Regions from separate parts of the Mus musculus genome. Here all the other regions are linked to region 1. The links are chromatin contacts, called in public Hi-C and HiChIP or PLAC-seq maps. All regions are on one chromosome and are shown on one strand. Each heading gives the region's core, a stretch centred on a gene start, on an enhancer-like site or on the middle of the called end of the contact. The rest is flanking DNA. Distances are from core to core; before and after follow the strand shown.

The links. A called contact is a pair of places that touch in the nucleus more often than the background predicts. HiChIP or PLAC-seq counts read pairs in DNA pulled down with a chosen protein or histone mark.
Region 2: a Hi-C map of uterus shows a contact between it and region 1, with 4 times the contacts expected there. The contact joins two enhancer-like sites. A contact is called at or near these places in 2 of 484 Hi-C or Micro-C datasets (fibroblasts and uterus).
Region 3: a contact with region 1 is called in a FOXA1 HiChIP or PLAC-seq map of pancreatic cancer cells. The contact joins two enhancer-like sites. A contact is called at or near these places in 2 of 115 datasets of contacts at active chromatin or transcription factors (fibro-adipogenic progenitors and pancreatic cancer cells).
Region 4: a Hi-C map of the C2C12 cell line shows a contact between it and region 1, with 2.3 times the contacts expected there. The contact joins two enhancer-like sites. A contact is called at or near these places in 1 of 15 datasets of contacts at CTCF or cohesin (the NIH/3T3 cell line), 6 of 484 Hi-C or Micro-C datasets (the C2C12 cell line, the F1.1 cell line, the HL-1 cell line and 2 more) and 2 of 115 datasets of contacts at active chromatin or transcription factors (the NIH/3T3 cell line and vascular smooth muscle cells).
Region 5: a contact with region 1 is called in a Hi-C map of uterus, with 2.8 times the contacts expected there. The contact joins two enhancer-like sites. A contact is called at or near these places in 6 of 484 Hi-C or Micro-C datasets (colorectal tumor organoids, epidermal suprabasal cells and uterus) and 1 of 115 datasets of contacts at active chromatin or transcription factors (a colorectal cancer cell line).
Region 6: a contact with region 1 is called in a Hi-C map of uterus, with 2.1 times the contacts expected there. The contact joins two enhancer-like sites. A contact is called at or near these places in 8 of 484 Hi-C or Micro-C datasets (adipose-derived mesenchymal stem cells, embryonic fibroblasts and uterus) and 2 of 115 datasets of contacts at active chromatin or transcription factors (fibro-adipogenic progenitors and pancreatic cancer cells).

Annotation. Positions count from the first base shown.
Region 1 is chr2:117,800,137-117,804,161 of GRCm38.p6, reverse strand. No RefSeq gene overlaps it. Among named protein-coding and RNA genes, the nearest start is that of Gm13985, 11 kb to the left of the region's middle. Within about 2 kb of position 1,266, at least 51 of the 459 cell types and tissues checked have an H3K27ac peak or open chromatin away from gene starts, as enhancers often do. A contact at or near this core is called in the C2C12 cell line, pancreatic cancer cells and uterus, where this site is marked.
Region 2 is chr2:117,585,169-117,589,320 of GRCm38.p6, reverse strand. No RefSeq gene overlaps it. Among named protein-coding and RNA genes, the nearest start is that of Gm32210, 120 kb to the left of the region's middle. Within about 2 kb of position 1,755, at least 13 of the 459 cell types and tissues checked have an H3K27ac peak or open chromatin away from gene starts, as enhancers often do. A contact at or near this core is called in uterus, where this site is marked.
Region 3 is chr2:117,635,816-117,639,693 of GRCm38.p6, reverse strand. No RefSeq gene overlaps it. Among named protein-coding and RNA genes, the nearest start is that of Gm32210, 67 kb to the left of the region's middle. Within about 2 kb of position 2,138, at least 7 of the 459 cell types and tissues checked have an H3K27ac peak or open chromatin away from gene starts, as enhancers often do. A contact at or near this core is called in pancreatic cancer cells, where this site is marked.
Region 4 is chr2:117,957,614-117,961,589 of GRCm38.p6, reverse strand. All of the region lies in intron 8 of Gm13986 (predicted gene 13986), which reads left to right. Among named protein-coding and RNA genes, the nearest start is that of Gm25308, 120 kb to the left of the region's middle. Within about 2 kb of position 2,214, at least 30 of the 459 cell types and tissues checked have an H3K27ac peak or open chromatin away from gene starts, as enhancers often do. A contact at or near this core is called in the C2C12 cell line, where this site is marked.
Region 5 is chr2:117,994,535-117,998,598 of GRCm38.p6, reverse strand. All of the region lies in intron 8 of Gm13986 (predicted gene 13986), which reads left to right. Among named protein-coding and RNA genes, the nearest start is that of Gm25308, 81 kb to the left of the region's middle. Within about 2 kb of position 2,283, at least 70 of the 459 cell types and tissues checked have an H3K27ac peak or open chromatin away from gene starts, as enhancers often do. A contact at or near this core is called in uterus, where this site is marked.
Region 6 is chr2:118,037,417-118,041,445 of GRCm38.p6, reverse strand. It overlaps Gm13986 (predicted gene 13986), which reads left to right. Exons shown (of 10, transcript NR_126479.1): 5 at 4,021-4,029. Among named protein-coding and RNA genes, the nearest start is that of Gm25308, 39 kb to the left of the region's middle. Within about 2 kb of position 1,820, at least 52 of the 459 cell types and tissues checked have an H3K27ac peak or open chromatin away from gene starts, as enhancers often do. A contact at or near this core is called in uterus, where this site is marked.

The sequences.
Region 1 (4,025 bases), core at 17-2,516:
ATATCCATACAGACTTAACTTCAATTAATTTTCATAGCTCTAGAAGCCTTGAGTAAAATGACAACAGCCATTACATATCATGGAACCCCAATGATATTGCATGTGACTGTGGTGAGCTTGAAATAAGAAAGATTTGTTCTTCCAAACTTGTGCTGCTGATAAGCTTATTAAGAATATTTTATTCAACTAAATTAAAATAAAAAGTAATAGTAAAATACATCAAACACAGATATTCATCAGATAGTCTTACTAGGCAAGCAATCTGTAGTCACCATATTGGAAGACCACTTGGCATATTTATTGGCTAGATGTGCAGATGCCTGCAGAATCAGCCATTTGGTTTCCAGTATAGACTTAGCAGAAGTGAGTAACTGCAAAAAGGTCAAGTTGGAAAGTAACCAAAGAGTTGAACAGTAAAGAAACATTATCTGTTCATACAGTTAATGGCAGTGTAATTAACAGGACAAGAAGAATGAAGATCCCCAACCCTTAGCATACAACACCATGAAAGAAATTCATAAACATTATTCTGAGTAAAATTTAAAAAACGACACTTACATATAAGGTGAAACATGTTTATATTATTAAAACCCAGAATAGAGTTTATCCATAGACAGTATGAGAGGAGATCCTGGGATAGTGTCTAATTTCTTCAGCTGTATCTTAGTTGGATTGATATGTCACATTTGTAGACATGTGTCTGGCATCACATGCCATCTATGATTAAGCTATTTTATCTGTGTCCATTATATTTCAACAATCATTTTGTAGTTTTTTTTCCCCATGTGCTAGTTCATTCAACTTACACAATAACTCCAGGCAATAAGAAGGGCGGGATAACTTTCTCCCAGTTACCAAGAAGTGAACCTGACTCAAAGTTTTGTCCAAAGCCTTTGGGCTGATTAGTCATAGATCAAGATCAGGTAAAAGAAGGCAGTGCTTTATAGGCAGATCGCTCTGATGCCTAAAAGGTATTTAATAAATACTGTCTAGTGCTAAGTTGTAGAGTTCCTAGTAACAAAAAGGTAGTCATCTTACCGTGAAATTTTCTGGGGCAGTGGTGCATGTGTATGTGTGTGTGTGAGTGTATAGTGTGTGTGTGTGTGTGTGTGTGTGTGTGTGTGTGTGTGTGTGTGTGTGTGTGAGATCTCTGGCTGGATCACATGCATTCTCTCCTCAGAAGGAAACAGAGATATGCTCTGATTCAAATGCCCTTGGTGCTGCCAAAATACCTGTGGAAAATTGTGCAACTATGTCCCTCTAGGGCTTAGAAGTGAATGAGTCACACCCTCAGTTCTCAGACATAGTGCCCAGGAAAACAGGAAAGCTCACGTCGGCAGAAATCCATTATGTGACCTTGGATTAATCATTGAGCTTCTTTAGGGGCAATTGTCTGAAAGACCAATAGTATGAGATTCCCTCACTTAGAACCATATGTGTGTTCCTCCTGTAGTATACCTTTGTGAGGTTCCCTAAGGTTTTTTCCCTTCCACACATGCAACCATATTTCATCATTTTTAGAGGCATTGGACTGTATTCAAACTTGCCAGTTCCCTTCTGGTCACTTAAGATCAGATTTTACTTGTTTACATTTGAAATTCAGCATGGCCAGTTCCCTGCCTATCTTTAGCTAAGAAAGAAGACAATCAACTGAGTTATATAAGTAACCAGAAGTCATATGCAATTTCTTAATCATGCTTCCTCACAAAATATTCTATAGATGAGCTAGGATGTGGTACAGTGGTTGCTAAGCATGGCACAGGGCCATGAGTTCTATCCCCAAAAGTGCAAAAAAAAAAAAGTGTAATAAAACTTTTCTTGTCAACATAAAATTCCAGTTATTTATGATGTGGAAAACAAAAGAGATAAGAAGTCCCAGAAATGAAATCTGTAATTACTTGGATAATAACTCTGAACCTTCTTTGGAAAAAAATATGTAGAATGTAAAATGTTTTGATTTAGGGCTCAACTGTAATGTCAAGGTCATCCAATCATCCAATGAGCTCAGAAGGAATCTGAGAAAAATAAAGAGATAAATAGAAGCAGATGTTTGGAAACACTTGAATATTGCTAGGGAAATTGTATGGTTAGAAATCAAAATGTCTGTGTTGTATCCTCCACCCTAATAAGGCTATGATATCAGGCATTTAAGTGGCTGTTCAGCAACTTTTCAGAAAAGAGCCATGGTTCCATGTCCTCTATCACTAAATGCCTCCATGAGGTGTATTTTGAAATGAAGTCTTTGTTAGGATACCCCGAAGGAGCTATCCTGTCATGATTTCTATTACTCAAGACCTGCATTTAAAATTAGCAAAAGAGCATTTTGTTGGCAAGGAGATAACATTAGAAAGATTTTGTTTTTCAATTGGTCAGCACTTTCATCCTCAGAAGCAAACTTCTCTTGCTTTTAGTTGGTACAATGGCAAGAAGTAGAAACTCCCAGTTTATATTTAGTTGTCAAAGCATGACGTGCTGTTAACATAGTTCTGTGGAAGATATCGAGCCCTAAGGATCAAACCACAGATTAACAAAAGCCCAGTGAGGAGGTAGGATCTTCTGAAGTCCTCGGAGGGAAGGCTGGCCACGCGTCATGTGAAGGTGGCAAAGGAGAGGTCATTGCAATATGGGATTCAGGAGTCTCGAGAAGGGAGGTAATTAGTGAGAAAGGTTCAAAAATGGGGTAGTAATACTTAGTTGACATTTTGCTCTGCAAAGTTCCTGTTTGTTTTGTTGAGTCATCATCAAAAGCTCCAATCTTCCTAGTCGAAGAGGCAGAGAAACCATGATCATTTCCATCTGCTTACGAAGTCTGCACTGATCTAGCTTTGGAATTCTTGCCTTCTGCTTATCAAGGACCCAGATAAACTAACCCTTCCCCCAAATTGCACTTCCTTCCTCTGTGAAGCCCAGCCCACTTTAAGGAATTGCTTTGAAACTTTCAGGAAATGGTTACTGTGAACTGTTTATTTCAGAGCCTAAAGTATATTAAATATATTAAGCATTTTTAAGTGTTGTTGCTGGCCATGAAAATAACTTTGAATGTATTTACAATGAGGGGTTCCCTTCCCTTAGGTTTTAAGACAGAGTTTCACTATGTTCAGGTTGCCCTACAGCTAACACTAGGGTTTCTGTACCTGCATTTCACGTAAGTGCCACCGTACTGCCTAGGCATCCCCATTATAAGCTGAGCACAACCAGATGGGCCTGCCAATAGTTTCTGATCATAGAGAAGGAATCTCCAAGGTGAAGGAAAGCTACAAGGCAGCCTACACCTATCTTAACAGATCTTCCTTTTAGGGAAAAAGCTTACAAGAAAAGTCAGTCACTGGCACATTAGTACTATACTCGTTTTGATGTTTTAAAAACCAGAATTGACCCCACAACAAACAAGCAAACAAGTGAAACAAATGAAAACAAATGAAACAGATGAAACAAAAAAATAAGGATCCAATAGTACAGACATTGTGGTAGCTTTCTCTCTATTCTGCTTTCCTTTCTGTTGCTGTGATGAAACACTCTGACCAAAAGCAATGTAGAAAGGACTGGTTTCACCTTACACTGTCAGATCCATCCATGAGGGAAGTCAGGGTAGAAATTCAAACAAGAGCTTGAAGTAGAAACCATAGACAAGCATGACTTCCTGGCTTGCTCTCTGGCTCACTTTCAGGTCACACTTAGCCAACCTTTTCATATATAGCCCAGGACCACCTGACGGAGTTGGTTGTTTGCTGTTTTACCAACTTGACATGAGCTTCATCATTTGAGAAGAGGGAAGATCCGCTGAGGAATTGCTTCTATCAGATAGGCCAGTAGGTAAGTCTTTGAGGCATTTTCTCCCTTGATGATTGATGTGGAAGGACCCAGTCACTGTGGGTGCTAATCTGATCGCAGCAGTTCCTCGATTGGAGGTTTTCCTTTCAGATGATTCAAGGCTGGTGCATCAAGTTGAAAATCAAAGCTAGCTAGGGTACTCTTTTCAGTAAATTTCTACTTTCTATAAATATAGTTTGGGATGGTTGGGCTCT
Region 2 (4,152 bases), core at 506-3,005, 220 kb after region 1:
ATCCGACACCTGCCCTTTCATCTTTCCCTGCTCCTCCCCACAATATATATATATATATATATATATATATATATATATAGAGTCATGGAAGCTGTAGTACATCACACAGTCTACCCTGTTGTCCACACAGCTTTGCTTGCAACGAGTCATTGGTTTGTTTTGATGCCTCTGATTTCTGCTACACTATCAATACTGGACCCTCACCAGGACTCTCCTTTTTGACATCATGGGTCATGGAGACCCTGTAGCTTTGGATCTATAGGACCAACCTTTGAATGGGCTCTAGCAGTTCACAGATGGGGTGGATGTTGTGGTGATCAAAACCCTGGATCTGGTCCTGGGTGGTAGCTGAATTGGTCAGCCTGTCAACTCTCCCATACCACTTGACTAGGGCAAGCTTTCCAGCACTGCCCTGGCTAGCTCACCCAATACTGCAGCAGGAAAGGGGCAGGGCCAGCTCTCCCACTCTCATACTCTCAGGGTCCAGCCGTCTTACCTGAGGCAGGTAGCTAGGGAAGAAGAGTAGAGAGGGCATCTCTTCCTCACCTATACCACCCCTCCTTAGACAAATGTTGCGAACAAACTCTTTTGCCCTTGGGCTGGCTCACTGGTGGTCCCCACCATCATGGTCAGCTCTACTGTGCTATCCAGGAAAGTTACAGAGCCTATTCTCACAAGAGAAGCAGTGAGTGAGGGGCATGGTCAGCTCAGCACAGTGCTGGTACTTCAACATGGGCTCTGGTACCAGCCAAGACCAGGGACATGCATATGGATTTTGGTGATAATCTGGGCCTTAGACATCAACACAGACCCCAGCTGTGATAGGACCACAAACCCAGGGATGATCCATGACAGCAGAATGGACCCAACTGTCACCTCAGCCTCAGGTGGCAATATAGGCCACTCATATCAGCATGTCCCCTGAAGCAGCATTGTCCTCAGAAATCCATGTGGTCTCAGGTGGCAGCCCAGACCATGGCCTTTGGTGGTACCTCATACCACAGACATTGACACAGACCCCAGCTGTGGTAGGACGACAGACCCAGACAAAGCCCTTGGCAGCAGCCCCGGGGCCAGGATATCACTGTGGCCTCAGGTGGTCACAGGCTCCTCATATCTGCCTGCTCCTTACTTCTATCAAGTCTCCAGTTCCCCCTTTCTCCACAGTATATGAACCCTTTTGCTTTCTCTCCCATTTCTCTATCACTTACTCCACTCTTTCCCAACCCTCCATCACACATCCACTCTCCCACTGTAGTGGCACCACAGGGGGCGCTTGACTGTCTTTCTTCCAGCTGCCTAGACAAGTTTTCTTATTTCATCTTCACTAAAAGCACTATAAGGAGTCTAGTGAGAATGGAGGCTTTCTTTAGGTATAGAAATCAAACTAAGACAGGGTTCTCAAACCCCTCTCTTGACAAAACATAAAAGCAGATGTATGCATCTGTGTGTCAATACTAAGTCCATCAGACCGAAAAAGCTCTCAGTGTTCACAAGTCTGTTAACACTGCTGCCTGATTTCCAGTTTTCACTGAGAAGCATTGGAACTACTTAGGAACACCAGTAAAATTGCTGTTGGTCCAGTTTGTTGTAATGTCATGTTCTCAACACCAGCATAAATGATGAGCAGCTCAACATAAAATCCTTCTCGAGAAACATTCTTTGCTTGCTTTTTGTAGTCACGGAGGAGCCTGGATTCTTGGACAGAGCCTTTGCTGAGAGCCAGCTCAGTCTGATAGGTTGGCCTGTCTCAACCTCAGTAGTCAACAAAATGCCTCAAGTCAAGGCCAGCCAAGGCCACAGCTGTGGCTCATCACGAATTTGTGAGAGATAATTGGTATTAAAAAAAAACAATAAAAAAATTTTAAAAAAACAACCCCAGAAATCTGAGGGAGCTTTTTGAGAAACTGGGGTGGCAAATACAAAGTAAAGTGAATTTTCTTGAAATTCCATAAAAGAAAGAATGCATTCTAGGTCTTTGAAGTTCTCTTTTCTTTATTTACTAGTGTCAGTTGGTGAAGAAAGGGAACCATTTATTAGACTCCCAGTTGTGAGGAGATTTTTCTTCATACTTCCAGGTTCTTTGGGTAATCAAAAGGCAGAAACTGTTATCTCTGGTTTATGCCTTTGTCCGTTGCTAGAAAAAAAAAGTTTAAAATCAATTTTTATGCAAGTCTACAAAACTGTGGTTTTCATAGCTAATATATCATTACAGTTTGTTCTAATTTGCTCTTTCCTCACTCTACTCCCTTAGCCCCTGCCCCCCACCCAAAATCTTAATATAGGATTTATCTCCAGGTTTCTACATTTCTCTTAGAGTTTTTAATAAGTTTATTTATTTATTTATTTATTTGCTTGCTTGCTTTTTTTTTTTTTTTTTTTTTTTTGCCTGTTTTTGTTTGTTTGGTTTGGTTTGGTTTGGTTTGGTTTTTATAATCTATTTTTAAGATAAGATCTTGCTATATAGCCCAGTCTGGACTCAAACTAGTGATTCTCTTGTCTCTGTATCCCCAGTCCTGGGATTATAGGCTTATACTGCTCTGCCAGCACTTAATTTTAATTTGATAATAAATGAGTTACAACAGCAATTATTGAAGGAGCATCCAAGGATTGGGTGTATCTTCTAAAGAATTAGAAATACACAGATCCCTACACCAGACACTTTAACCACAGTCAAGTTGTGCTTAGTAGTCATCTGTCTAGATGCTTTTATGATCAATAAAGTTTGGGGTATTTCATTGCATGGGGCTGATAAAAATCAGACCATGACTTATGACACATACTCATACTGTATATACATAGACATGGGATACCAAGTGAAGGAAAACAGGGAGTTTTCCTCGGTGGGAAAGACTGATGAATGGGTTTTCTTTCTTTCTCTTAGTCTATATTTTGTTCGAGGGAAGATGAAAATATGCTATTTGGACAATAATATACCTATTATAGAAAAATTTGTTTTCTTCATTCTTTGTTTTTCTAAGAAATTCATAGATAAATACCTGTCTTCTCTTAGCTCAGGAAGGCATGATATATTTGGGAAGGCAGGAGAACAAGTGGCTTTAAAAGACATCCAAATCAGTGTGTTCGCTGCACACGGTGGGCATCACTGCACAGCAGAATTTTTATGATTTGATATCAAGATGAGGTTTGAGGTCCAAATATTTTTCTTGTAGCTTTTGACAAACCTGCAAACTTTTTCTAAATGCATACAGGCACAATTGCCCCACCAAAATCACATGCAAAGTTTGAGGCAGCCTAGAAGGCCATGCTGGGTTACATACCCTCTGCAGGCTCACAGAGCCACACCCCACCATCACACACTTGAAAGGAAATTAGAGAGAACATTAAACACTAAAAATCCTCAGAAGGTTTTCCATTACACTCGGTGAAAAGGAGAGGTTCATTTAATCACTTCTACTGCCATTGTACTGGACCGTAAGTCATAATAACAGCCATTATGAAATATGGTCTAGGGAGAGACAAAAAAGGACCAGTCCTATTTTCAAATGCTATCATATTCATGGTAGAAAGTTCAATTATATTAAAAAAAATTGATTCCCAAATCTCTGTTGGAATGTTACCTTCCAACGTGATTAGAAGTGGGTCTTGGCCCTTTAAGCTCTCACCTTTCTTACTCTCTAGCCCTCCTTCCCTCTCTCTCTTTTCCGCTCTCTCCATGTGCCCATGGTAGGCCTATCCCCCTTCTTTCTACCTTCTCTCTTTACCCCTACTTTTCTACAATAAAGCTCTAAAACCATTTAAAAAAAAGAAGAAGTGAGTCTTGGCAGAGGTGGCACAGCAGAAGTCACCTTCATCTAGAAAGTACACATACACAGTCATGAAATTTGCAGTATCTTCAATTTGGACTTTTGAGACTCTTGCAATGGGAGTGGTTGAATCTAAGTTGAATGGGAGTGGTTGAATCTGTGGTGTGTTGTTATGGCACAGAAAACAGGATAAATCCTATGGGTAAGTTGTGATGGCAGAAAAACTGCACGGTATTAATTATCACATAAAATCCAGTTATCCAGTTGTATTGCTATTCACCATCAATAACCAGTTTGAAAATGGATTAAAAAATGGAATACATAAGAATGATGAATAGAATAGAAGCATAATCAATAAAAGATGTGGACAACTTATGAGGAATAT
Region 3 (3,878 bases), core at 889-3,388, 170 kb after region 1:
TCTTATCAAGAATCATATATGCAAACTGAGTAAGCTGATTAAAAGGCAGAGATCAACAGACCACATTAAAAGGCAAAAGCTGGGGCTGGAGAGCTGGTTCAGTGGCTAAGAGTACTTGCTGCTCTGCCAGAGGACCTGAGTTCAGTTCCTAGCATCAACTTAACCACCACTGGTAATTCCAGCTCCAGGGAATCCGACAACCTCTTCTGGCCTCCATGGGTATTTGCACTAACACACACACACACACACACACACCATAATTAAAAATTAAATAAAATATTTTAAAGACCCACCTATATTGATACAGTAAACAAAGTTAATGTGTATTTGAAGAAGCAACTCATAAAAAGATAAGAAAATACTATGAGATGTTTTGAGCTCATAACTGATCCTACATAAACTCTTTTAGAAATCAAAGGAAATGTTTCCCAGCACATTTTATGAGTCCAATATTACCACAATACCAAATCCAGCAAAAACATAAAATGAAAACTATGGGGAAATCCCTGTCATGCATAAATCATAAAAATCCTTAACAAAATGTTAGCAAGCAAATTCAGCAATATATAAAATTCATAATGCAATGTAGTCTTACTTGTAATGCAATATAGTTTTCCACTTGGACATCGATCAGTGTGACCACGTGGTAACAGAATAAAGGCCAAAGAAAAGAATGAGAGAGAAACATGTGGCTCTTTTAACAGTTGTAGAAAGTGATTTAACAATATCAAGTCTCCATTCATGATGGATGGGGCCAGTGAATCAGAAGGAAGAATCTCTCAGCCTGCTCCAATGTCAAATAAAACCCTGGAGTCAAATGCTTGAGAGCCTTTGGGAGTGAAGCAGCCTGACACTATAATGTGTCTTTGTCCCATAGAATCCTTGGATCTATACAATCTGAAGACTGCACTATATCATAGATTAGAGAATTTGGGTAATAAAATATGTTAATATCTTCAAGAGAAACAAAAGAACAAAGATGAGAGGTGGTTTACAACACCTAATCACAAAATACCTTATTATAAAGTTACTCATTTCATGAATGCAAGGTACACACACACACACACACACACACACGTATATGTATATATTGAAAGCGAGAAAGAGACAGAGAGAGAGAGAGAAGATGAATTTATGAATGAATTTAAGAAAGTGAGGCAAAAATCTAGAAATAGAACTACACACATATAGTGACTATGTATTAAATAAAAAGCACCAAAATGATTCTTCAAATCAATCAGTATCAAAAGGGAAGTCTATTTGAGAGTGATTTTGACACCTTGATGTCTATGTTTCTATCATGAACTTCCACTTTTATTTCATAGAACAGTCAAGATAGATCATATGAATAGATAGATAGATCATAAGCATAGATATAAACACCAGACTTCTAGAAAAACACAAGAGTCAATCTCTGCCATTCTTGAAGTAGGCAAAGTATCCATAGCTTGGATAGAAAATCTGTTTATAAATGGGAAAAAAGATGAAATCCCTCAAAATTTAAAATATCTGTTAACAAAGCTCTATTTATTATTAAGAAAACTAGTTGTAAGCCAGGATCCGGGAGAACATATGTATAAGGCATGCCTCTGAAATGATCTCTACTAGGTAGTATAAAGAGTTACTATACCACTTTATACATATGTGTATTCTCCAATATATATTAATATCCAATATTATATAAATATATTTTCCAAACCTTTGGTGGGACAGTTCACAAAGAAAGATACCAGAGGTCCCTGAACCACAAGAAGAAGTTACTAAAATGATTATTAGGAAAATCAACTTAAAACTAAAATGTCACTTCATATACTAGAGGTCCAATCTCTGATAACAATGCTGAATCACTGCATGCCTCATCCGGCATCCGTGTGTAAAGTGTCACCCCCTGCACTGGAAAGCTGGACATGTGTGTAAACACAGAGATTCTATGAAACATCAGCTGCACCCTGAAAAGCAGTGACTGCCGATGTCCACTAAAATAGTTTTTACAAATTCTTGTATTCCTGTTATGCATTGTGCTAAAACTGGAAATCATCCAGGTGTCTATTGAGAAGGAAATGCACCGAGTGCACAGACTTGGGAATATTTATACAATGGAACAATAAATATTGACTCATGATGTGTGTAATACAAAGGACACATTTCAGAAGCATGTTGTGGCCAGATGGAGCCAGTCACAGGTGATGCTGCATAAGTCTGTGTATGTAAACCCTGCAGCAAATAAAATGTGCTGTTAGAAAACAGAGTGCTGGCCAGGATTATGGAGTTAAAACATGGTTTTACTAGAAAGGGGCATGAAGAATCTTGCTGGTATAGAAGTATTTCACATCTTGATTCATTTTAAGGGTTACTCAGATGTGTGTATTTATCAGAACTCTCCAAATACATGTGGATTTCACTACACAGGTGTTACATGTGAGTCAAAGGGAAAAACAATTTACATGAACGTGCACACATATGCACACACACACATACTCTTATTCTTCTTTCCCGTAATGCATTCGAGAAATACTATAAATATCTAGAAATCAGCACTTAGATCATATCTTACTCAAATAGTAACCATTTGCAAATGAACATTTGAAAGAATGACTTTCATCTGTGTGCATAGACCTATCTCTCTCTCTCTCTCTCTCTCTCTCTCTCTCTCTCTCTCTCTCTCTCTCTCTCTCTCTCCCTCTCTCTCCACATGTGTGCGTGCACACATGCACATGTGTATGAGACTGGTCTGGGACCAGAAGAGGGCATCAGATCCCCTGGAGCTGGAGTCACAGGCAGTTTCAAGGCACCTGACATGGAGCTGGGAAACAAACGTGGATTCTCTGTAAGACTTCGGTCTTAACTACTGAGCCTTATCTCCAGTCCCTGCACGCATATTTTAAAATAATGTATAAGAAGCTACTAATAGTATATGCTCCTCTGAAAGTCATGCTGATAAGAGTGAGGTGGTTTGATAGCAACCATTTAATTTACAAAGAAAAGAGCATCAAGCACTCTTAACATATTCCTTACAGTTCTGAGTACATTTTACACACATCTGAGACACACACAAACTTCTTTCATATTTTTAAATTTCCAAATCTTAGACAATTTTGAATTAAACTGCCTGGCAATGGGAAGAAACCCATTTATCTTTGTTGAATAAATTGTTGTTGTTGTTTTTTTTTAATTTCAATCTGTTGCAGTTTTCACAACTTTAGGAACTCATTAGCTTATTCAGAGTGTGCCAAAGGCTGGTCTAAAATTTTCACAGCATGGGCAAATGGTAAAATCAGCTCTCATCCATAGAGACCATTCTGCTGACCTTCTCAATAGCTGTGCAGAGAAAGATGGCACTTCACCTCCGAACGAATGCAGCCGAGCCAGGGAGATGAGCTCATTTGTCAAGGTTTGTTATCAATTAGCAAGTTTAGAATTGGGAGCCTTCCATAAAATTTTCTCTTTCTCCCTCTCTCCTCCCTCCTTTCCTCCTCCCCTTCCCTCCTCCTCGTTCTCTGCCTCTTCCTCCTCCCCTCTTCTTCCCATCTCCCATCTCTCTGTAGTGGAGACTGAACTCAGCACTTCAGTCATCTCATGCAAATTCTTTACCACTGAGCTTTTAGACACTAAGGCAATGGTTCTCAACCTTTGGGTCATGACCGCCTTCGCAGAGACCACCTAAGATCGTTTAAATTTCAGATATTTACATTATGATTCAAAATAGTAGCAAAATTACAGTTATAAAGTAGCAACAAAAATAACATTATGGTTGGTGGTCACTACAACATGAGGAGCTGTATTAAGAGGTTGTAGCATTAGGAAGGTTGAGTACCACTGTTCTAAAGGAAGATTAGGTCATTAAATTGTTTCACCTTTGAGGTTATTATTGATAGAGC
Region 4 (3,976 bases), core at 965-3,464, 160 kb before region 1:
TAATCATTCAGTTTTTTCTTTTTGGTTTCACTATTCCAAAGAGTTACATTATATTTCTATGTTCTTTTTTTGTATTGCTAGGATAAATATATACTGCCTGATCATAGTTTTCCTTTCTTTCTTTCTTTCTTTCTTTCTTTCTTTCTTTCTTTCTTTCTTTCTTTCTTTCTTTTCTTTCTTTCTTTCTTCCTTTCTTCCTTTCTTCCTTTCTTCCTTTCTTCCTTTCTTCCTTTCTTCCTTTCTTCCTTTCTTCCTTTCTTCCTTTCTTCCTTTCTTCCTTTCTTCCTTTCTCTCTCTCTCTCTCTCTCTCTCTCTCTCTCTCTCTCTCTCTCTCCATAGTCAGGTTTAAGTTCTTTAGGTTTTGTTTAGGGCATTTCCCAGGGCTAGCTAAGCATGAGTTTTTCTTTCCTTGTACTATCTTGCTCTGTGGTGACAATGAAATATTACTTATTTTGAAAACTACGTGTGTGTGTGTGTGTGTGTGTGTGTGTGTAATCCCTCTTTCCTATTGTCCAAAATATTTGTTTAAGGTGGGGGCCACTTGCTTCTTAATGTTTGCCAGACTTCTCTAAAATAGTATAGACCCCAAACTTCTTTTCTTCTGCACATTTTACTCAATTCAAACATGCATCTGAAGAGATGGTGGGCAAGCCTAACCTTTTAACATTGCAATATGATCTTGTCATCTACAAAGGTGATGGGTCACACTCACCACTATCCTGGAACCTATAGTTCTGCCTGGTAAACTGTTATAACCAGTCCTCTTTGGCCAACATATAAAGCAAGAAACATGAAACATGCTCAGTAGCACAGAAACCCCTGCCATGCCCTATCCCCCTGACTCCTGTCCAATGAGATTTAAAGATCAGAGTGGTATTAGCGTCTAACATGCCTTGTTAGTTTTATTTAAAACTTTATGCAAGTAAAATTCCATAGAAAAATGAATCAATTTGGAGAATTTGTACATTCCTTTAAGAGAGAGAGAGAGAGAGAGAGAGAGAGAGAGAGAGAGAGAGAGAGAAAGCTGAGCTTGTGCATGCTAAGCTTTTGAAACTTCAAAGCCTTCTTCCAATGACACATCTCTTCCAACATGACCACAGCTCCTAATTCTTCCTGAACAGTTATTCTCTCTGGAAACTGCACATTTGACTCTATGAGCCCATGGGTCCTTTCTCATCCACACCACCACACTCCATCCTAGTGTACAGAATGATGCTCACAGCCTAATTTACAGATGCTGATGAAGGAAACACCAGATTATGTTCTACCTTGTTCTATAATTTCACTCTCATGTGGTTTTTGTTTTCTCTCATGGACTACTTTTCCTTTATTATTTTTCTAATAATGATTTTGAGAAATATTTAAAATATCTTTCCAAGAAACTATATTTTTTATTGTGTGTTGTACTTTTTTACACATCTATTTTACCGTATTTTAAAAAGTAGAAATGTGAACTCCTTCAGTCATTCGTCACATTTTGTGTAATATTTTGGTTATTTTCCTGCTGTTACTTATTATTGTTGTTGAACATTATAGCCCTGAGAACGAAAGTCTTACTTGATTTATTTTGTTGTTCCCAAAGTAACAGGCTTATATAAGCTACATTAAATGTGGTATTGGCAGCTAGTAGACCTTTGTCCTGTCCCCCATGACCTGGAAGTGCTAGAAGCAGCAGCATGAGTTTAAGCACTGAAGGCGTGAGTATAGTCTATTGAAGAAGAGGGAAAGCCTCTCCAACTTTCAGCTTCTCCTTCTGTCTCCTGTTGGACCAATTCCTAAGCAGAAGTGAACTGCAGGAACAAGATATTTTTTCTAGATCCTGACAGAATTATACAAAAATGTGTTTTCCACAGATTGCTCCACACTTCACATTCTTTTCAGAGGACTATTAAAAATTGTTTGTAATTTCTAGACCACAAAAATGCTAATGCAGATAAATAACATGATCAGGGAAGTCACTGAAAGATAGATGGCACACATGGAGAGAAATTCTCTCTAGTTTCCACCTCCCTCACCACATAGCAGCACTATGGTCATATAAATTCCAGCCATGTGTTCTTTCCAATTTTTCCATATTTAATCAATTAAAGGGTGAAACCTCAAGGTCTATATAACATTTGATCCAAATATGGAAAGTTATTAAAGTCAGGAAAGGGAAACCCACATTCTCACATCATCTAAAACTGACTATGCCACTCAAAAATTGGGGTACCTAACAGTCTCACCCTATGATTCAGACACAGGTTAGGCTTAACACAAATACCAGCCATAGAGTGCTGTTCTGGCTATTTTTTTGTCAACTTGGCAAAAATGAGTCATCTAGCAAGAGGCAACTTTAATTGAGGATTGCATCTATGAGGTTGACCTGTGGATATGTCTGTGGGGCATTTTGTTGATTGATAATTGATGTGGGAGGGTCCAACCCCAGAGAGGTTACTCTATCTAAGGAAGGTAGTTGAGCAAGCCATGGAAGAGGAACCAATAATCTGTGTTTCTCTGTGGTTTCTGCGTCAGTTCCTGCCTCCAGGTTCTTTCCTTGAGTTCCTGTCCTGACTTCTATCAATGGTAAAGTGTCACCTGGAAATGTAAGCTAAAATAAACACTTTTGTCCCCGAGCTCCTTTTGGTCACGATTTTGGGCATATTGCGAAACAGCAACAAAGACACAAACTATTGCAACTGCCATATTTTCTGTTCCTTTCCAAATGTGACAGAACAATAAAATGCTCAAACTACAGTAATTGAAAAAAGTATTCTCTAAGCCTCAAAAGACTTTCTGCAGCTTAAAGATAAATGCTTGACATAAATGAGATACAAGGTAAGATAGTCATTAAGACTGAGCCTGATAGTGATATTTCTGTGTAATCCTGTTTTCTCCCGATCCATTGGAAAGTGTGCATGAGGTCCTTGGCACACACAGCTCGGTACTGCACCCACCACATTGCATTTTCTACACCCAGGTCTCTTCTATTCCTGCAAGATTGGAGCATACTAGCTGAGATCAGCTCATCGAATATGGACCTTTCTTCCTTGGCTCCATGTTAACTTCTTGCCCCCTCCACCCCCTGTCTTTCTGTTTGAATGTTTCCTTCTCTTATTCCCTGTCCTTTGCCCCAGGTGTTTGGTGTTGGTATAGTGTGAGATTTTTTATAGTTCATCATAAACCATTTCACTGGGTGCCATTCTGGAATGAATTCCGAACTGTTGTCTCTGTATATTGCACATACTCTACTCTATTTCTCTAGGTCCATGTCTCTAATTGCTAACTTAAACTACTAGCAGGGCATCTGATAGCTTACTTTCATCCATTGGGCAAGGCAAAAGTCATAGTTTCCCTATTTTTACTTTTTTCAATCCCTTTGAAATCCTTTCAATCCCTCCAACCTTCACTTTGGAGGAGTCTTTAATTTCTCCTCACCATCAATATCTAAATGTGTGACAGCATCCAGGCGATTATACAGGCAATACTGTCCTTGGTTATGACTCTGCCCATTGCCTTGAGATTGATAAAAATTGAGCTTATCTCTTTTTTTTTGAGACTATTATGTTTTTCTTTATACTTCCCAGTGAAATTAATAATTTCACATTCTTTATTTTTCATTTCCATTTCAGAGGCTTTATCATTGAAAAATAGAATTAACATAACTTAGAAATGAATGCAAATCTCCTCTCATAAAGTGTAAGGTTAAAGTTGGGTTCTTAATTATCTGTGAAATTTGCTATTAAATTTTAATAACTATATTTTAGAGTGAAAGCACAGATGGAGATAGTCTGCCTAGTTCAAACCCGGTTGGTTTCTCTACTGAGGAAGAAATTAAACAAAATCCCTTAAAGAGAACTTCCCTGATATGTGAAGGCTAGTTTTGTGGAAATTGCTTTAATAATTATTCTTTATTTACTATGGACACTAATGTTGATAGAAAGCCAAGTATGTACTAGTTGTTAAATGATGCGTATGAACAAGGGAGAAAGAGGCC
Region 5 (4,064 bases), core at 1,034-3,533, 190 kb before region 1:
TGGATTCCACAGGCTGGGAGTTAGTGCGACTATCTTACAGCACCTCACCTGTGACTGAGACATTTCTGAATATTAAAAGATGAGCTGAAGTTGATCAATTAAGACAATAACATCTCATGCATGTGAGTTTGATATCGTGTCTTTCTTTTTCCCTTTCTCTTTTCTTCACTTGCTGTTTAGAAACATTGAAGTGGAACAAAGTGGATTCTGTAGTTAGACTAGGTTCCATATTTGAGCTCATCCATTTGTAGTCTGAAGTTCAGTTTTCCTATTGATTAAATGCAGCTAGAAACATTTAGACTGTAGATGTTTCCTGAGGCTTACCCACCGAGTAACTGTCCTGGCTACTCTGTCAGCCAGCATTGAGGCTCTGGCAAGCACACAGTTGAACATGGTGCATATGGAACCTCTTAAGATGTGACTATTCGATTTTATGATCATTGATTTGTCTTAATTTGTTTCCAGAGTAGATGGCAAACTCCAGAAATTCCACTCCATCATATTCTGGGTCAAACATGGTATTTGGAATATGAGAGCTACAAACAAACTCCTGCTTAATACAGACTATTTCTCAAGCAAATTAGTAAAAAATAAATGTATTGATATTAAAGCAGAAATCCAGAAGTGTTAAGGATGTTTCAAGAAAATTTACTTGGTGTAGTCAAAACCACAAGGGGCTTAGGGTGGGTGGCAGCCTAGGGATCGCACTGGCCATGGTGGGCTGCCCAACCCAAATGCTTGTGGGTAGGGTACTGTGTAGGGACATGAAGGGTCTAGTACAAATCTAGTCTTCCTTTGAAATGTTTCAGATCGATGGCTCCTGGGCTTCTCTTGGGTTGTGGCTAAGGAAGCCAGAACATTCAAAATGACACGGGAGAAGGAACTCCTTTCAAGTGCTAACCCTCCTAGGTTACCTGTGTCTACTTGCCTGATGCATGCAACTGGAGATCAAGCTTTGGGGTGGCCTTCTTTAGGATTCCAAGGGCATCCTTTCTATTCCCAGGCAATGTGGTTAAGCCAGGGGCTCATTTTGTGCACTGCAGTTGCCTTCCTAGATACCGTATGAGGACAAAAAGACGCCAGTGTTCCTGAACTGGTGTTTCCCAGATTTGGAGGGAAGCTGTGGTGAACTGCTGCAGGCACTCTCCATTGCCTGAGATCCAGCTTACCTGGGAAGCTTGAGTTCTTGAGCCTGTCTCTGATTCCAGGCAGGCAACTCATAGCTCTGCAGGAAATATGCTGCAGATCCTGGTGCCTGATAATCAGCATGAAAAGAGAAGGCTCAGCTTTTTATTATGAACCTAATAATGTATATGGTTTTTTATTTTTTTAAATTAATTTATTTTTTTACATTCCATATTCCATTCCCTGCACCCCCTTCCACCCTTCTACTGCTCCACATCCTATACCTCCTCCTTACCCCCTGTCTCCATGTGGATGCCCCCAAATAAACAAGACTTATAGTGCTAATATGTGTCTCTTTGGTTGGGAACATCCTTTGGCTAAAATCAGAAACGGGATACGATTCTGTGGCACTGTTGGTTTAGCAGAGGGTCTTAACAGGTGGGAGCTGAGGGGATACTCCTGTGTTTCTGAAAAGGCCCTGAAAAGTCTAAATAGTAATTACACAACCAAAGTTGGAGGACCAACGTCAGTGGAGCAGAACACGAGGACCCACTTCCCCATTAACCAGGCATTGGATTCGCCGTCTTTGTCAAACGTTAAGGCGTTATTGTAAGTCATGATGACACATTTGGGAGGCTTTCTAAGTTGCTTAAACGTGGCTGAGGGTTTGACTAACCACAGGAAAGTTGGGGTGAGATCAATCCCTCCCCTCCCATGTTTCTCCTTCAACGATTCAGGGTGGTCCTGAGCTTAGATCCAGAGAGTCAGATCTATGCAGGTTCCCTGTTGCCAAGTGACAAGAATCATTTAGTGCCAGTCATGAGCAGTAACCAGAGTGAAAAAAGCAGAAAAATGTGGCCCCAGGAATGGAGGCAGCCTTTGCAGCCAGCCATGTGCACGAAGTCACATGCTTTAGCTCCATGCTAGCCCTTTGTTGCTGAAGATCCAAAGACGCATGTGGCTGACAGATGCCGTTAGGAGTCAGGACTGAACAAACTCAAAGAAACAAAATGCTGTGTACAACAGTCAGGAATGACAATAGTAATAAATCTAAATGGCAGGAATTACCTTGCCTTGGCTGGTTACACGTTTCTTTGTGTTTGTGGTTTACTTCTGAAGTTGACTTCCTCTTAAAGGGTTGACTGTTGTTAAGAAACTGCTCAGTCAGTTCTGGGTCACTTTAACCTTGTTAGCCTCAATTTGAGCAACATCTGTGCCAGGCTTTGTATTAGAGAGATTGGTCACACCATTTTTGTTAGGCATTAGCCCTTGGGTGGTAAAGCCATATGCATCTATTTCAAATATCTATGCCCCCTCTCCTCTCCTTTCCTTTTCTTTTCCTCTCTCCTTGTCTTCCTCCCATTCCCTCTCTCATTCCCTCCCCCTCTCTCCTCTCTCCTCCCTCTCTCCTCATTCCCTCTCTTCCTCTTTTCCTCTTCCTCTCTCCTCTCTCCCTCTCTCCTCTCAACCTTCCCTCCCCCTCCTATCCTTCCCCTTCCCCCTCCCTTTCTCTTTCCTCCCCCCTCCCACTTAGTGCTAAAGTCTTCCAGGTGAGTGGTCAATGTTTGTCAAGCTGAAGATGAAAGCTATTGCTTTTGTTGCTGTTTTCAGCTCTCTTCTGCCACCTTTGCTAGAGTGAATGTTCTTATTTCTGTATAATTCTGCTCTTTGCCTCCTAAGTATTAGAATAGTGCATTGAGACTCTCAGGCTTGGTGTTTTGAAGTGATTTAGTTAGAGAAACCAGAAATCAGAAATTTGCTGTGAACGAAAGAGGCAGAACAGCTTGTGTTCTTGTGCTGTGAATGTCCTACAGTGGATCCGATCCTCTCGGACCCTTCAACCAACAGGAATACAAACAGCAGGTCTCAGGAGGGGTTCTGCAACCAGAACACTGCAAATCCCAGAACTTATTCCTTGGGGGGGGGGGGCAGACCTTGCTTGAAGACAATGGTGGCATTTTGTCATAAATTGTTGAGTCTATCTTTAACCCAATACCTAAGCTCGTCCCAGTGAGTCTCAGCTCTGTGTTTCTTTATGGTGACATCTTGTGAACAACTTTAACTTTAGTGACATGGAGTTGTTCTGCAACTGTCTTCTTGTAGATCTTTTGGGCAAGGTGAGTTTTGGGTGAAGGCAGGACTAGTGTTGGGAGAAGAGGAAACTAATCTCCTGCTTTTCATTTCCAGTAGGAATTGCCACCACCTAGCAAGAGACTCGGGATTTCCCAAAGCTGGCATCTTCTAATTCTGGAGTCCTGGCCCATAGACTCTGCCTGAAGTCTGTGCTGGGCTGGCAGGAGTCACATTGACTGAACCACTCATGTACTTACTATAGAATCAACAAGGTGCCAGGCAAGATGGCATACTGGGGAAACAGAGGCAGGCTGATTTCTGTGAGTTCCAGGACAGCCTAGTCTTACATAGAGAGCCCCTGTCTCAAATAACAGTGATAGCAGCAGCAGCAGCAGCAACAACAGCAACAAGAACAAGAACAAAAACAAAAATAAGAACACAAACATGAATAGGAACAACAACCAAAAACAATGAAACAACAAGGTGGAGCTTTGAATCCAGCACCTCTCTTGTCTTGTTAGGGTGTAGTGTATGTAAAGTCTGGTAGGATTTAGAATGTTATAATCTCACAGATATAGACTCCTTGCAACTCTGAGCCTGAGAGTCATTCATGATATGCTGCCAGCATGTTCATTAGGACCCACTATATATCAGACTTCTACAAGGCTAGTCATCCACCCTGTTACCTCTGACTCCTTTTCTCTTCTATCTTCTGTTTTCTATTTGATGGAAACACAGGTGAGAGACAAGACCTAGGACAGATAGTCTGGACTTCATCCCTACTCACCTAGGGAGAGGGGCATGGAAAAGTCCTACCACTAAGACTTTTGTTAAGTTTACAGTAAGTTTTCAAAGATAGCCTTCCA
Region 6 (4,029 bases), core at 571-3,070, 240 kb before region 1:
AGTTCAAGGCTGAGGTCAGAAGTCAGGTGTCCTGGTTTTCTGAGCGATGACTCCCTAGATGTTCCTCTCCTTCCGGCTTTCACTTTTACATTTCTCAGCAAGCCAGGAAATATACCTGAAAGTGGGGAAAAAGAGACAGAAAATAAAGCCCCGTTTTGCTTGGAAAGCCCCCCCCCCAAGAACAACCATTTATATGAGCAGAGTTAAATTGATGTGAGATGCAGTGAACTTCCTTGTTAGAGACTCTTGTTAAATACTTTCAATTGTTCCTGCTGGAAGACACATTGTTTTCTTGGAAGTGTAAGCCAGGAAGATCTACCTGTCAGTCGGTGTCAATGGCAGGTGAGGAGCTTGCCTGATAGAAATTCTAGTGAAGGAGAATGATGAGGTGTCTCAGTGGGTAATGATGCTTGCCACCAAACTCGATGACCCAAGTGTGAGTCTCAAGGTCCACATGGCAGATTGTGAGAACTGATTCCTGCAGGTTGATCTCTGACTCTCATTCCTGAAATACAAGGGACACCCAACACATGGACAGCCTCATCCCCTTTCATTTTGTCGAAATAAAAAGTCATAGTGAAAAAAAAATACCAAGATAATCTAGTACTATTGTATCAAAACCTGTTAGAATTGAACTCCTGATTCTTATTATTTCTAATAATTATTGGTGTCCATGAATGTCTACCATAGTAGGATGTGCACAGGGGAAACTTGACCAGAGAGAGACCCTGCCCTGCAAGGTAGAAATTTGAACTGCACCATCTGTATCATCCCTTCCTGTCACAAGAGATCCTGACCTTAACTGAGATCAAAGACTGAGTGAAGATTTCTAAGATAAAGCCAGAAACACTGTGGTTTGGGTTAATAGAATGGTGGGAGACCAACAAGGGATCACTGAAGAGAAGTCCTTTAGTGAGTTTCCACAAAGAGTTTGCATTCTCCATCATCTCAGAATCACTGGGATTCTTGTGGAACTTGGCACGCCCCTCCTGAGGATCTTAACACCCACCGGTGACTTACCTCAGGGGGAAGTTTGGAATCGGCTCCTTGTGACAGCTCTATTACTCTTGTAGCTGAGAATGAAAGCCATTGAAATAACAACAGCTGAGACAAATATCTGCATAATCTGCAGAGAGTAATCAATATTTGTAAGGGAAGTAACTTGGCAAGAGTGTGAACGTTCCTTTTCTGAAGTGTGTTTAACCTTGCAGGACCTTTTCCCTAGATTCTTAACCACGGTTTAATGCATATTCTCGGGTCAGTCTTCTTGGAGGTATCTAAGTCCCTTTTATCCTCCTAGAGTTTTGGTGTAATGACAGGAGGCCTGATGAAGCAAGGCAAAGAAATGGCTGGTTCTGTTCCCTGGAGCCCTCTCCATTGTGGGCATGTACTGTCTGATTAGCTCACTGGAGGCGCAGCTGCGAGCAGGCCTCATCTGCATGCCCCAAGGCAGAGGAGAAGGCTTCCTGTGAACTTCAGAACACATGTTGGCGTGGAAGGGACTTCTCATTCATTTAGAATTCCTTTGCTCCCAAATAAATGGCTGTAAATGGAGAGGAAGGGATATGATGTGTGACTAATTTCCCAGGAGGACCTAAATATCTCCACTTTGACCCCAGTGTCTTGCCTCCCCCATGTCCCCACTGAAAGGCTCATAGCAGCTTTATTACAAGGTAGGTGTTTGTGAGCCAGCTCAGGATGGGGACTAAGCACACCGCCCAGCAGGGGCGTTCTTTCCATGATGCTCAGGCCGTAGGATCTCTGTGATCTAAGCGAACAGGCAGTATGCACTGGGTTGATTCAGCCAAGGAAGTAACTTAGTGTGGCCTTATAAGGCCGTGGTTCCGGCGGAAGCAAGACTGTCTCTCTTCCATCTGAAGGCAGGCCTCTGAGCATTCCCAGATGACATCTGTGCTTTTTCCATCACACAGTTGGCCTCCTTGGCTCCTTGCGCCGCTTTGGTTGTGCAATTGGGACTTGGCAGGTTCTTTGGGCTGTGGAATCTGTACATTTTCAGCTCTGACATCTCAAAAATAGTCACTGAATCATCTTTATCAGCGTGGTTTATCGTAAAGCAGAAACTTTCTCCTCCACATCTTTCTTTTTACTATCTAGAACTAGAAACGTGATGATTTATGACGTAAGGAGGTTGCACGGAAAGAGGGCTGTCTTCAGGACTGGAGTAGGCCAGGTTCTACTCCAGGCTGCCCTCTTTCCTGTTGCAGGAACTTGAGCTTTATTTAGGGCCTCAGTTTAATCTTCTGTCAGGTGTAGAAAATAGTTGCTGAGCTAATGGAGAGATTAGATCCAATGTAAGCTAAGTGCTAGATAAATGTCTGGGCTCAGTACATTTTGTGTGAAAGAAGGCGTGGTTGAGCAAGCAGTGGTGATGTTTACACTGTAGAAATGAGGCTGGTGATGTAAATTGTGAGGTAAATCATATAAGCAATCACTTTAGCCCTCCACAAATCATACATGCACACAGACACACCACTTCTGTACACATACATATGCACATAGACTTTGGAAACCTAGACTTTTCTTTTGATGAGTAACTTGCTTCTGAGGCCAAGATTACACGTCTGTGAGTTAGGCCTCAGCCCTCTGTGTTTGTAGCTGTCTGGGAATGTCTGTGCTGGGTTCTCCTGATAGCTGTAGAGAGCAACCTGAGGCTTTCTCTTTGCAGGCATCAGGGGTGAGCAGGTATAATCTGAAGTCCTCGCTTCTAACTTTCACTGATGGCTGAGGTCTGACGCTAGGAGTTGGTCAGTGTTCTAGCTTTTGACGTATGAGAGGGTTTTTTTCCTCAGTCTTGGAGAATTATCCTATCACGGCAGCATCTGTGTTGTTCCCAACAGGGTTTATGACTGACTTTCTTTGGCACAGTGAAATAAGCCACGATCCTTTCCTCCACAAAGTCTCCCTGACATGATATTGGCCATTAGCTTTCTAATACACTTAGTCAAAGAGTTAGTGTCTAATAATTATAAAATACAAACAAATCAACGTAATGAAACAAAACAAAAGGCTGCTTGAGACAAACTTGTAAATTTGCCTCTTAAATTCTTTAGTCAGTAGATTTTTGAACCTCTCTATTGCAGCACCAAGTGGGAAAGACATGAAGGTTTCCAAGTTTGTATGTACGGAAAGGTCCACACTTTACTTCAGAAACATCAGCCAGCCGATGGTAATGGAGGAATGGGCTGGAGGGGCGTATGTCTGGAAGCTGAGGGGATAAGAATGTGCTGTGAAAGAGAGGACAGAGAGTCAATGTTGGCAGAAGCATTGATACACTGAAAATGTTGTTTGAGATAGAGTAACTGGACCTTGGTATTCTGTAACAGAAAGAAGAAAAAAAGATGGAAGACAGGATGATGCTTGTTTTTCTGACATGAGAAGACAGTCATATTTACTGAGGCAGAAGAATATCAAAGAGGGTCAGGCTGGAGGAAAAAGGCACTCCATGTTGAAACCTGAGGCGTCTATCTATCTACTGGCGATGTTGTATACATAGTTGGATATCCAGACCTGAAGCTCTGGAAAATTTGTTTTCTAAGTTGTGAAGTTATCAGCGCTAGACTGTCATTTAATTCAGGGGGGTTCATCTACCAAAAGGGTTTGATTGAGAAGTGGAGAGACACTTCTGGAGAGCCACTGTATTAAAGCTGGTGAAGGGGTGAGAAATTACAAAGGGAGAGGGAAGGAAAACAGATGGAGAGGAGGATGATGGGGAGATGAAGTAAAGATGGAGAAGTCAGGGTTTCAACACGAGGTGTAGGTCATCCGAGATGGAGACTGAGAGTTTCTTGTGGGGTTTACATGAGGAATTGCTGTTTATCTTTGCAAGAACGGTTTAAATGGATTAGTGCTGATGAATGGCAGAGATAAGTGCGCCGTGGAGGATATGGGAGGTGAACAGATGGACAAATGTGTGGGGGTGAAGACGCGGGGCACGAACTAGAAAAGCACGTGGGACAGGGCTGACTGGGAAAGCTTTGCTTTCATTTTGTTTTTTTTAAGACAGAGAGG